Linked DNA regions of Anas platyrhynchos: region 2 is linked to region 1. A link is a contact called in public Hi-C data. All regions are on one chromosome and are shown on one strand. The core of a region is the stretch at or near the end of the contact, and the rest is flanking DNA. Distances in the headings are between cores, read along the strand shown.

Evidence for each region. Hi-C and Micro-C count contacts between places; a contact is called where the count stands out from the background.
Region 2: a Hi-C map of small yellow follicle shows a contact between it and region 1, with 2.7 times the contacts expected there. The contact joins two enhancer-like sites. A contact is called at or near these places in 3 of 8 Hi-C or Micro-C datasets (F5 follicle, small yellow follicle and subcutaneous adipose tissue).

The regions. Positions count from the first base shown.
Region 1 is chr27:9,277,045-9,281,873 of IASCAAS_PekinDuck_T2T, forward strand. All of the region lies in intron 4 of LOC119712954 (a long non-coding RNA gene), which reads left to right. Among named protein-coding and RNA genes, the nearest start is that of TSPAN2, 13 kb to the left of the region's middle. Within about 2 kb of position 1,922, at least 3 of the 8 cell types and tissues checked have an H3K27ac peak or open chromatin away from gene starts, as enhancers often do. A contact at or near this core is called in small yellow follicle, where this site is marked.
Region 2 is chr27:9,359,349-9,364,177 of IASCAAS_PekinDuck_T2T, forward strand. LOC119712954 (a long non-coding RNA gene) reads left to right here. Exons shown (of 10, transcript XR_011805121.1): 9 at 1,077-1,178; 10 at 1,297-1,652. Among named protein-coding and RNA genes, the nearest start is that of NGF, 38 kb to the left of the region's middle. Within about 2 kb of position 2,708, at least 7 of the 8 cell types and tissues checked have an H3K27ac peak or open chromatin away from gene starts, as enhancers often do. A contact at or near this core is called in small yellow follicle, where this site is marked.

The DNA.
Region 1 (4,829 bases), core at 672-3,171:
TTACCCCTTGTTCTATCACTAAACCCCCTGACAGGCTCCCTCCCCAGCTTTCCTGTAGGCCCCCTTTAGGTACTGGAAGGCTGAACAAGGTCTCCATGGAGCCTTCTTTTCTCCAGGCTGAACAACCCCAGCTCCCTCAGCCTGTCTTCATAGGAGAGGTGCTCCAATCCTCTGATCATCCTTTTGGGTCTCCTCTGGACTTGCTCCAACAGGTCCATATCCTTCTTGTACTGGGGTATTCCAGGTGGGGTCTCACAAGAGCGAACTAGAGAGGGAGAATCACCTCCCTCACCCTGCTGGCCATGCTGCTTTTGATGCAGCCCAGGCTACAGCTGGCTTTCTGAGCTGCAAGTGCACTTTGCTTGCTCATGTTGAGCTTCTTACCAGCCAACACCCCCAGGTTCTTCTCACGGATGCTCAATCCATTCTCTGCCTAGACTGTTGTCCACCCAGATGCAGGACCTTGCACTTGGCCTTTTTGAACCTCATGAGGTTTGCACAGGCCCACATCTCAGGCCTGTCAAGGCTGTTCTGGATGGCATCCCTTCCCATCGGTGTGTCAGCTGTACCGCACAGCTTGTTGTCAATGGCAAACTTGCTGAGGGTGCACTCAATCCCACTGCCTAGGTTACCAACAAAAATGTTAAATAGCACAGTCCCAATACCAACCTCTAAGGAGCCCCTTTAAGGTTTATTTTATAATAAATGAATTCAAAAATAATTTTATAAAAAATAAATTTGAAGACTAAGAAGATAGTATAGGCCATCCAGTAGACCCCATGCTTTGTAACTTATTACAGAATTTCAGAGGTTTGGGTAAAAAGTAAATAGATATCTATCTTCTGCCAAGTTTGGAAAGCATATATAAATTTATTTGGGTAAGGATTTAAGCTTCCATTTCTCTCATTCCTCAAGTATTCATTGTTCTTCAGAAATTAGTGGAATGTAGTGGACAGGGGCATATATCTACTCTTTACTACAGGCATTTTAATCTAATTTATGTATCTAATACATACTGCTGTCAATAGAGTACACCAGTAGAAACCCTGATCACCTGAATCCTCCATGTTTTTATTAGCTTTTGGAAAGCTTCTCTCTTGCATTTTTTTTTTTTTTTTTTTGCTGTTCAGTTGAAATCAGAACTTAGAGCATATGGGCAATAAAAAATGTCACATTGTAGTAACCCCATAAATGGCTACAGAACTATATGCAGGAGAACCTGTCTGGCTGCATGCTTAACCTTTTGGGTGCCAGGAGTTACCCCAAGACCACAGGTAGGCCAATGCTGCTGTAGTTTGATTGCTCTGAGATAAAAATCACTGTACTTCATTCAAAGCAGTGATTAAAAAAAAAAAGTCTCAAAGTGAATTGGACTTGTAAATGGGAATAAGGTTTAGTAACCTTTTAGACAGAAAATTGGATAAACAAAGAGGAAGGATTTACTTTTATTGCCTTCTTGTTTCTTTTTTTAAAACCAGCAACTTATTTTTACCAACCTGAAATAATTAATGTAGTCCCACAAATGCCACGAGACAGAACAATAATTACTGTAATTTCACAAGATGTTTCCCTATATATCTTTCCTTGACTGTTTTGCTCTCTAATTGTATATAACCAGATATAAAATTTCTTGTTCCAGAAGACTGTGATCAACTCTTGGCACGCTTGTATCACACTGATTAATTTCTAGAATTTATAATTGAATATGATTGTCATATTCATATTCATTTGTGGTTGTCCTGGTTTCAGTTAGGACAGAGTTAATTTTCTTCCTAGTAGCTGGTAGAATGCTATGTTTTGGCTTAGGATGAGAAGAGTGCTGATAACACGCTGATGTTTTAATTATTGCAGAGCAGTGCTTACACCAAGCCAAGGACGTTTCAGCTTCTCACTCTGTCCTGCCAAAGGGCAGGCTGGGGGTGCAGCAGAAGCTGGCAGGAGACAGACCCAGGACAGCTGTCCCAAACTAGCCACAGGGGTATTCCATACCATCTGGGGTCATGCTGAACAATATATAGGGGTGGCTAGCCAGGGTGGGGGGGCCAAACTGCTTGGGGTTAGGCTGGGCATCAGTCAGTGGGTGGTGAGCAATTGCATTGTGCATCACTTGTTTCATACACATTATTATTAGTAGTAGTATTATCATCATTATTGTTATTATTATTACTGTTATTATTATTTTCCTGTCTTAATAAACTGTCTTTATCTCAACTCACAGGCTTCACTTTCCCATTTCTCTCCCCCATCCCAGAGAGGGAGGGGGGAGGATGAGCGAATGGCTGTGTGGTGTTTAGCTACTGGCCGGGTTAAGCCACAACAGTGGTCAGTTAGGAACCAGATATCAGAGCTATGTAATCATGTTCCTCAAATGTACAACCTACAGAATACTCAGCCACAGGAGTCAGATATTTTCATTAACTCATCTCAACATATCAAGTACTGGTTAATATTCACTGTTACTGTATTATTATATTGTGTTGATTTATTATATTACTGGACAACTTATGCCATCTGCATGGGAAAGAGAACTTACCTTTTAGGATATAATAGTGTTTACCTCTCTAGTAGGAGTTTTCTTTGTCTCTTATGTATGGTACTGCTTCCCTAAGCTGTGTAGCTGAGGAAAACAAGGTAAATCTAAACGAAGATCCATGATAAGTTATTAGAAGGTCTTTTTCCTTGATTCTTTTTTTTTTTTTTCAGTAAAATAAGCTGCATCAGTTATTAGTACCTCTTACTGCATACAGGGAAGAATCAAGTGAAGTAAATTAAATGGCAATAAATCTTGTGTTAGCCAATGTTTTCTTTGACAAATGGGTAATGTCATGGAGTCTCTGTAACAAATGTATTGATGACATCAAGGTGCAAAAAGCTGCCAGAATAGTGGAAGACAGAAGTAGAATTGCTGGCAGATGAGGGGAAACCTCTAAAAGAATAGTTGTAACTTTAAAATGACAAGAGGGAACTATTTATTTATTTATTTATTTATTTATTTATTTTGGAATAAGCATCATAGCATCATCACACACTCAGGATTGGAAATAAATGTCTGGGTAAAATATGTATTGAAGAATCAGGGAGAAACTGCAATTTGAGCAGAAAATCTTGTAGGGAAGGAGGCATATGTACTGCTTGTTATGGACAGATCACAGTTTGTAAGATGAGCATGATCATTAATACTCATATAGCCTTTTCTGCTCCTCAGGAAAGATGGGGTCTACTCAGAAACAGTCCAGACCAAGTTTAATCTCTCTTATTCCTCTTCTGAATTGTAAATACACGATAACTCCATAACATTTCCTTTATATATCCAATGTATGCATCAAATTGTTTCTCTGTGAACTCTGCAAACAAATATTACAAAGAACATTAATATGGTGCAGCCCAGATGGAGTGGTATCTGACTCTGAATGTAGACAACAAATACACAAATGACAAAAGTAGGATGAATATAGAAGCTTACTTTCTCATAGCACTGTGCTCAAAATATTGCTGTCTTTTTTTCTAGTTGTCTTGTTTCAGTTTCTTAGAAATGTAGGAAGCCTAAATTCATTTCACCAATACTTACAGTTAGCAGTCAAAGGCCTTTTTCATAGGTGTCTTCTGCATTTCTGGACTAGTTAGATGAGTTTTTGTGGATGCTGGTTTAAGGTGGTGATTCAGAATGCCTTTGAGAACATGACTTTGCTTGTGGTGTTGTTTGAATTATGTTTGAAATCACAGGATTTCTCTTGCTGCTGATGTTGGTTCATATCTGGTTTTCTTTTTAACTTTCACAGGTCCTTGAGAATTAAGCATTTCTGGCTATTGCCCTGGAATTTGAGATGTTGTGGGAGAGTCACTATTCCCAGATCACCACCAGTTTATCTTTCTACTCACATTTATGTTGAGTGTTTATGTGCCTGTCTTCTGTATACTTTACAGATGTGCCTTGTTGCAAACATTTCAGTAGATACAGATCAGTCTTTTGTCTGACTCAATATGGTGTTTTAATGCTTTTAAGGTAAAGATGTTTTTTAGTGCTGAAATTGTGACCATCTATCATCCTTTCCTGACCTGACTACACAACCGATGACTGCCTGCTTCTCTTGATCATGTACAGGGAAGGACATAGATAACCCATCTGAACTGTGTTTGTTACTGAACATTTTGAGTTCTTTTTTTCTGAGCAGTAACTTGGTGTTGTTGTTTATTTATTTATTTATTTATTTTTAGTGATGCCCCTGAATTCTAGATTGAGCTCTGCTATATCTCGATGGAACCTCCAAGTTTTATGGTTGGACTGGATGATTTTGTAGATCCTTTCCAGACTTGTGTTTCTATGAAAACACCATGAAAGGTGTTCTTTGGTGAAACTGTTGATCATTGTTTAAGTGTGTATTGTATCCTGCTCAAGAAGCAGCTTTCATATAATGACACCTTGTATAGCAAATGTTTTTAAAACAGTATCCTCTATTTTGTAGGGTTTGTTTCTTTCAGGATAACAGGGCCCTCCTATATTTGCAGGAGTTAGGGATTTTTGCTCTTTACAAGAGTTGCAAAGTGTTTACTAAGACTTTAGCTTCCAGTTTAGGTAGAGATACAGTAAAAAGAACCTTGCAACTGAATTTAAGATCCTCCACGGAGAAAAAAATGTCTGGAAGCAGCTTAGTTCTTTGCATTGAACTGTTCAAGTTGAACTTCCAAGTTTCTAATCAAATTCTGAAACCAGATGGAAGGAAAATGTGAGGAGTAATACAAAAAGTATGTTGCAGAGAAGATCAAATGGAAGAAAGAAGATGAAAATGTTCTCAATTGACTGCAGAGTTCCTTCACGAACAGCTTTACAG
Region 2 (4,829 bases), core at 1,458-3,957, 83 kb after region 1:
GCTCTCACAGACTTCACACTCCTTTTGAACTGCCTCTTCCATTACATTAATTTGCTTCCTTACCCTTCCCATCATCTTCCAAACTGTTCCAGACTGACAGCCATCTATTACTGTCTTGAGACACAGCCATTGTTTTACCATCCATCCCGACTTCTCTAAGATATTCTTAAACCACACAATACCTTCAAACATTCTTCCCTTAGAATTCCAGGTAAACCATCACAGTCTGTCCCCTCATCTTCATGATGGGGTGAGGTGGATTCCAAGCTTACAAACACATAGGCAAAGATGCATGCAGGGACATGTTGTGTTCTGCTATTGGGCTTTTGAGTGGACATGTTGTCCCACTCACCCATTCAGGACCATTACAGTTTTCTCTTGACTCCTGCAAAACCCTTTATTGTGTCCCTCAGTACTCCCCTGGTTCTATAGCATCTTTTCACCGCTGTTGTATCCTGAGGACCTCTCCTGGAATTTTACTGTAACAGGATTACTCCACACCTAACTCAAGTGCTGCCATGATCGCTACTGCCTCCCCATGCCCAAAATGCAGAACTGCAGCACCCAGCTCTGCTCATGCACAGTAGCAGTGCTGTACTCTCTGCACCATGGCGGCAGTAAGAAAGCATTTCATTTCAGCATAAATGTTAGTGGCACCAGGTAAGTGTTGGGACCACCAGTGCAGCTAGCGAGACCTTTTGGCAGTGGTGGGCTCAGGGGTGTCTCCTGAATGCCCCAGGATGATGTGATGGAGACGCTTGGTGCCAGGGGACTGCGGGGCACAGCCTGCTGGGTGTGGGCAGGGGTTGTGGGGCAGGGGCAGCCACTGCTGTGGTCTTTCCTATGGCCTTGTGCAGCCCTGGGTGGCCATGCACACAGGGAGCCAGGAGCCCCAGAGCAGGGTGGGTGTACAGTGGCTTGTGGGCTGGGTCTGCCAGGCACACTTGCCTGGGAGAACTATGAAAGGTTCCCTGTCAGTTGAAGTTGGGGCAGCCCCAGGGAAAGAGTGGAGAACTGGCAGAGGGGAGGATGGTAAAAAGATATTAGTCTCATCCCCCCCTCCCCCCCAATTACAGATGCTGGATGCCTCCCCACCTCCTCAGAGCTTCCATGGAGACTCCCCCAACACTGGTTGCCCTGCATGGCTGTCTCTAGCTCCAGGACCAACCTTGAAGCAGGTTTGAGTCAATTTGGGAAAGAGCAGTACAGAAATTCATACAGAGGGAAGGGTGCTAGCCTAAAATAGATTTGGATAATACCCGTTGATAACAGTTGTGTGTTCTCTTCCTCTTTCAGGGCTAGCAGTGAGGGCTAAGTTATACTCTTCTCTGCTGTGGATGTCACCGACTCCATCTGATTTAGATTTGCAGGATTTTGCCTCACTGTTGTAGTGGCATGGGTGAAATGAGGAAGGTGGACTCATCGCTCACTTTTGACAGAAACTGCTGTGGCTGAAGATAAGACCAGCAACAAATAAGACAGATGAAGACTGAAATGAAGTGGGTGTGGCTGGAAGCTGCCTCTACCTGCAGACAAGAAAGCTGTTGTCTGTGGGGGAAGAAGGATCCCTCTTAGCTGTCCTTAGCAGACTGGGTCACCAGCATCCATGGCATGATCTGTGTATGTCATTAAAAGTGCTGTATGGTTACATACCGGGTATGTGCGAGACACTAGTTATTTATGAATTCTAATGTTACCAGAGTTATAAGATGCCAGTGCATTCTCTTAGGTGGATGACAGACAAGCAATGGGATCTGCAAAGGAGGAAGCTGGCAGAGAGACCAAGCAAGAAGCTTCTTCAACATCCACCATCTCCCACTGTACCTATCCATCCATGCCTCTGGCTCCCTACTCCCCTCTCTTTCCCTTTTTCTTCTTCTGTCACTGCTATCTGCATCTGTCTCATCTTCCCCTGCAAATCACTGTTCTGCTGCCTGCCCCATTGTTCCTTGCTATACCCACCTGTCTAGATGGTGCTTCTCTTTTTCGCTCTTTACGCCTCTGTCCTGCTCCCTGGCCTTATTTTTCCTTCCTCCAGCCCTGCTCCATGGTAACAGAAAGCAACACATCAGCATGGGACAGATGAGTGCTGATCCAGTGCTGATTTCTGAGGTTAAATGGGGGAAAATGGGTGCATAGGGACCATCAGCCATGCAGCGGCCTCACTCCAGGCACTGATGTGCATGAATAAACAGCTGCTTTATTTATTGCACTCCTGTGTTTGCAGTCCCTTTGCACAGAGTAAGTGGCTGTCACTATGTTCAAGGAAGCAGGTTAAATAGTGCATGTGTGTGTGTGTGAATGTATTAGGTGGTGGCCCAGCATTCCTGAAGGGTGGCAGCTGCTGGATGGGTCTGGAAGAGCCCCTGTTAGAGGCAGAAGGGGATGGCCCTACTGTGTAAAGGGGCTTTGGAGCTGTTCTCTGACAAAGGAGTAGTTGCCAGCTCTTGTGGACAGAGTCAGGGTGACTGTGGTTGGGCTTTCATGAGACTACTGGGGCCTGTGGAGATGGCACAGGAGGCGCTGGGTCCACCTGGGAGACAGCTGTGGGACTGGCTGTCCTGAGGGAAGGCTGGGATAGGCGTCGAGAAGCTACAGGGAGGGTTGTGCCAAGATGGACACAGAGGCAAGAGGTGTCACACCAGGTTCTGCATGGCTTCCGCATTTGGTAGCGGAGTGCGTGGGTGTGGGAGGGTGTGCTGCTGTAGGGTCAGAAAGTATTGAGTCCTGCAGCATGCTGGGAGTTGTAGTCTTTGGGCTTCCAGCCAGCCTCTGTAGTTTCCAGTGCATGCCATGAGTAGTTGTCATTTGCTTTACTGCCAGTAAGTAGCCGCACACGGCAAGGGCTAATTTTTCTCCTTTGAGACGGAGGTGAGAGGTGCAGTCTCCCACCAGCTTCGTGTCTTTTTTGCACAGTTCCCGTTGAAATCATTAGAAGCAGATCAGAAAACGTAAAGCACTGCGTGACACGCATGCGCAGTAGCTGTTACAAACTCACTTGTGCCACCTTGTGATCAAAAGTCGCAAACACAGCATCTTCCTGCGCATAGCTCGGGCAGCACAGCACTCACTGCTGCTCTCTGGTGAGCAAAACGCAGCACATGCAAGAGCCAGCACGGCGCGCATGCGCCCCAGAGGCAACGAGAAGTGCAAGCAAGAACAAAGGCAGAGCGGCGAGCATGCGCAGCAGTGCCTGCACTCAGGCATGCACAGTAAGTGCCGGTACGCGAACGTGGGTGGTAGTGCCGACGATCGGACATGTGCAGTTGTGCTGCCTCGGGAGTGTACGCAGCAGTGCCCTGCGAGCATGTGCAGTAGAATCCCCTCAAGATTATGTGCAGTAGCACTGCTGCTCGGGCATGAGTGGGAGCATAGCTGGGAGGTTAACATGCAGTCTGCTCCATCTCTCCCTGGAAATTTCACAGGGCTCTCCAGTGTGCTCTAGCATCCCCTAGATGCATCCCAGTGCACTCTAGAGGCCCTCAGTATCGCCCCCACCCCTGCCGGATGCCTGCTCTGCAGGCATCCCAGAGCCCTCCAGTGTACTCTAGAGAGCACCAAAGATCTCTCAGTGCATGCTAGGGCTCCCCCAGAAGGCTGCCAGTGCCCTCACTGTGTTCTAAAGTGATTAAGGAGACATTGGGGAAGCAAGGATAATAGACATTGGGGAGGCAAGGACAATCCCCAGACAAGGACTGTATATCTCTAAACAAGACACTGGAACTCATAATAAGGAAGCGGCAGACGGACAGAGAAACAAATGGAAGGACTATAAATATCAAAACTGGACATTGGAATTCATGATAAAGATACAACAAGCAGAATAATCAGCAAAAGCCAGTTCTTGCAATTAAGAAATGTGCCAACTCAGCAGAATCCAGACCAAAGGTGAAAAGTACAGTGAGGAAGACTCGGGTTTCTCCCAAAGACCACTGCCCACGTCCCGAAGACCCCTGCCCGCAATTCTTGGGAGGCTCTATGCAGGCACAAGGTGCCAAAAAGCTAATTAGCATGAGAAATGAGGGAAGGCAGGGATAGGTGATGAATATGTATAGGCACTTGTAGAATATTAGTAGATTGATTGTATAAATTCAAGACTGCTTTCCGCTTTGGGTATGCACGATAGGTGGAAAGATCCCCCGTGCATCCAGCGCTGCAATAAAGAATATAACACTTAAAGGAATTTCAGCTTCGATCTTTGAATCAGAAGCCTCCTGGACATCTCACAGGTCTCTCCAGTATACTGTAGCACCACTTAAAAGTCTCCCAGAGCTTGTTTTCCCCCAGTCTTATTTTTTAGGTTAGGGTTTTGAGCATCCTATTTTTTGGGTTAGGGTTTTGAGCATCCTAATTTTTTGGGATAGGGTTTTGAGCATCCTAGTTTTTGGGTTTGGGTTTTGAGCATCATAATTTTTAGGGTTTGGGTTTTGAGTGTCCTATTTTGGGGGTTTGGGTTTTGAGGGCACATTTTAGCGCGGCGCCGCAGGGCACATTTTAGCCCTCTGCCGCCACCTGCTGGTGGGAACAGGGTACTGCAGGCGCCCGGCGGCCGCGCATGCGCGTTGATGCCCGCGGGCGCCCTCTGCCGCCATTTGCTGGTGCAGAACGAGTACTGCAGGCAGCCGGCGGATTGGAGTGTCCTAAGTTTTTGGGTTAGGGCTTTTAGGCATAGGTCTTCATGGGTTTAGTGTGTTAAATAGTTTGGGTTAGGTCTGTAGGGATTTCGAGGGTTTTTAAGGTTAGGGCTTGAGGCTTTCTTGTGTAAGGACGGTGGTAAGGGGTACGGTTAGAGTGAGTGCTGGCAAATGTAGTTCTCGAAAACTCGGCTT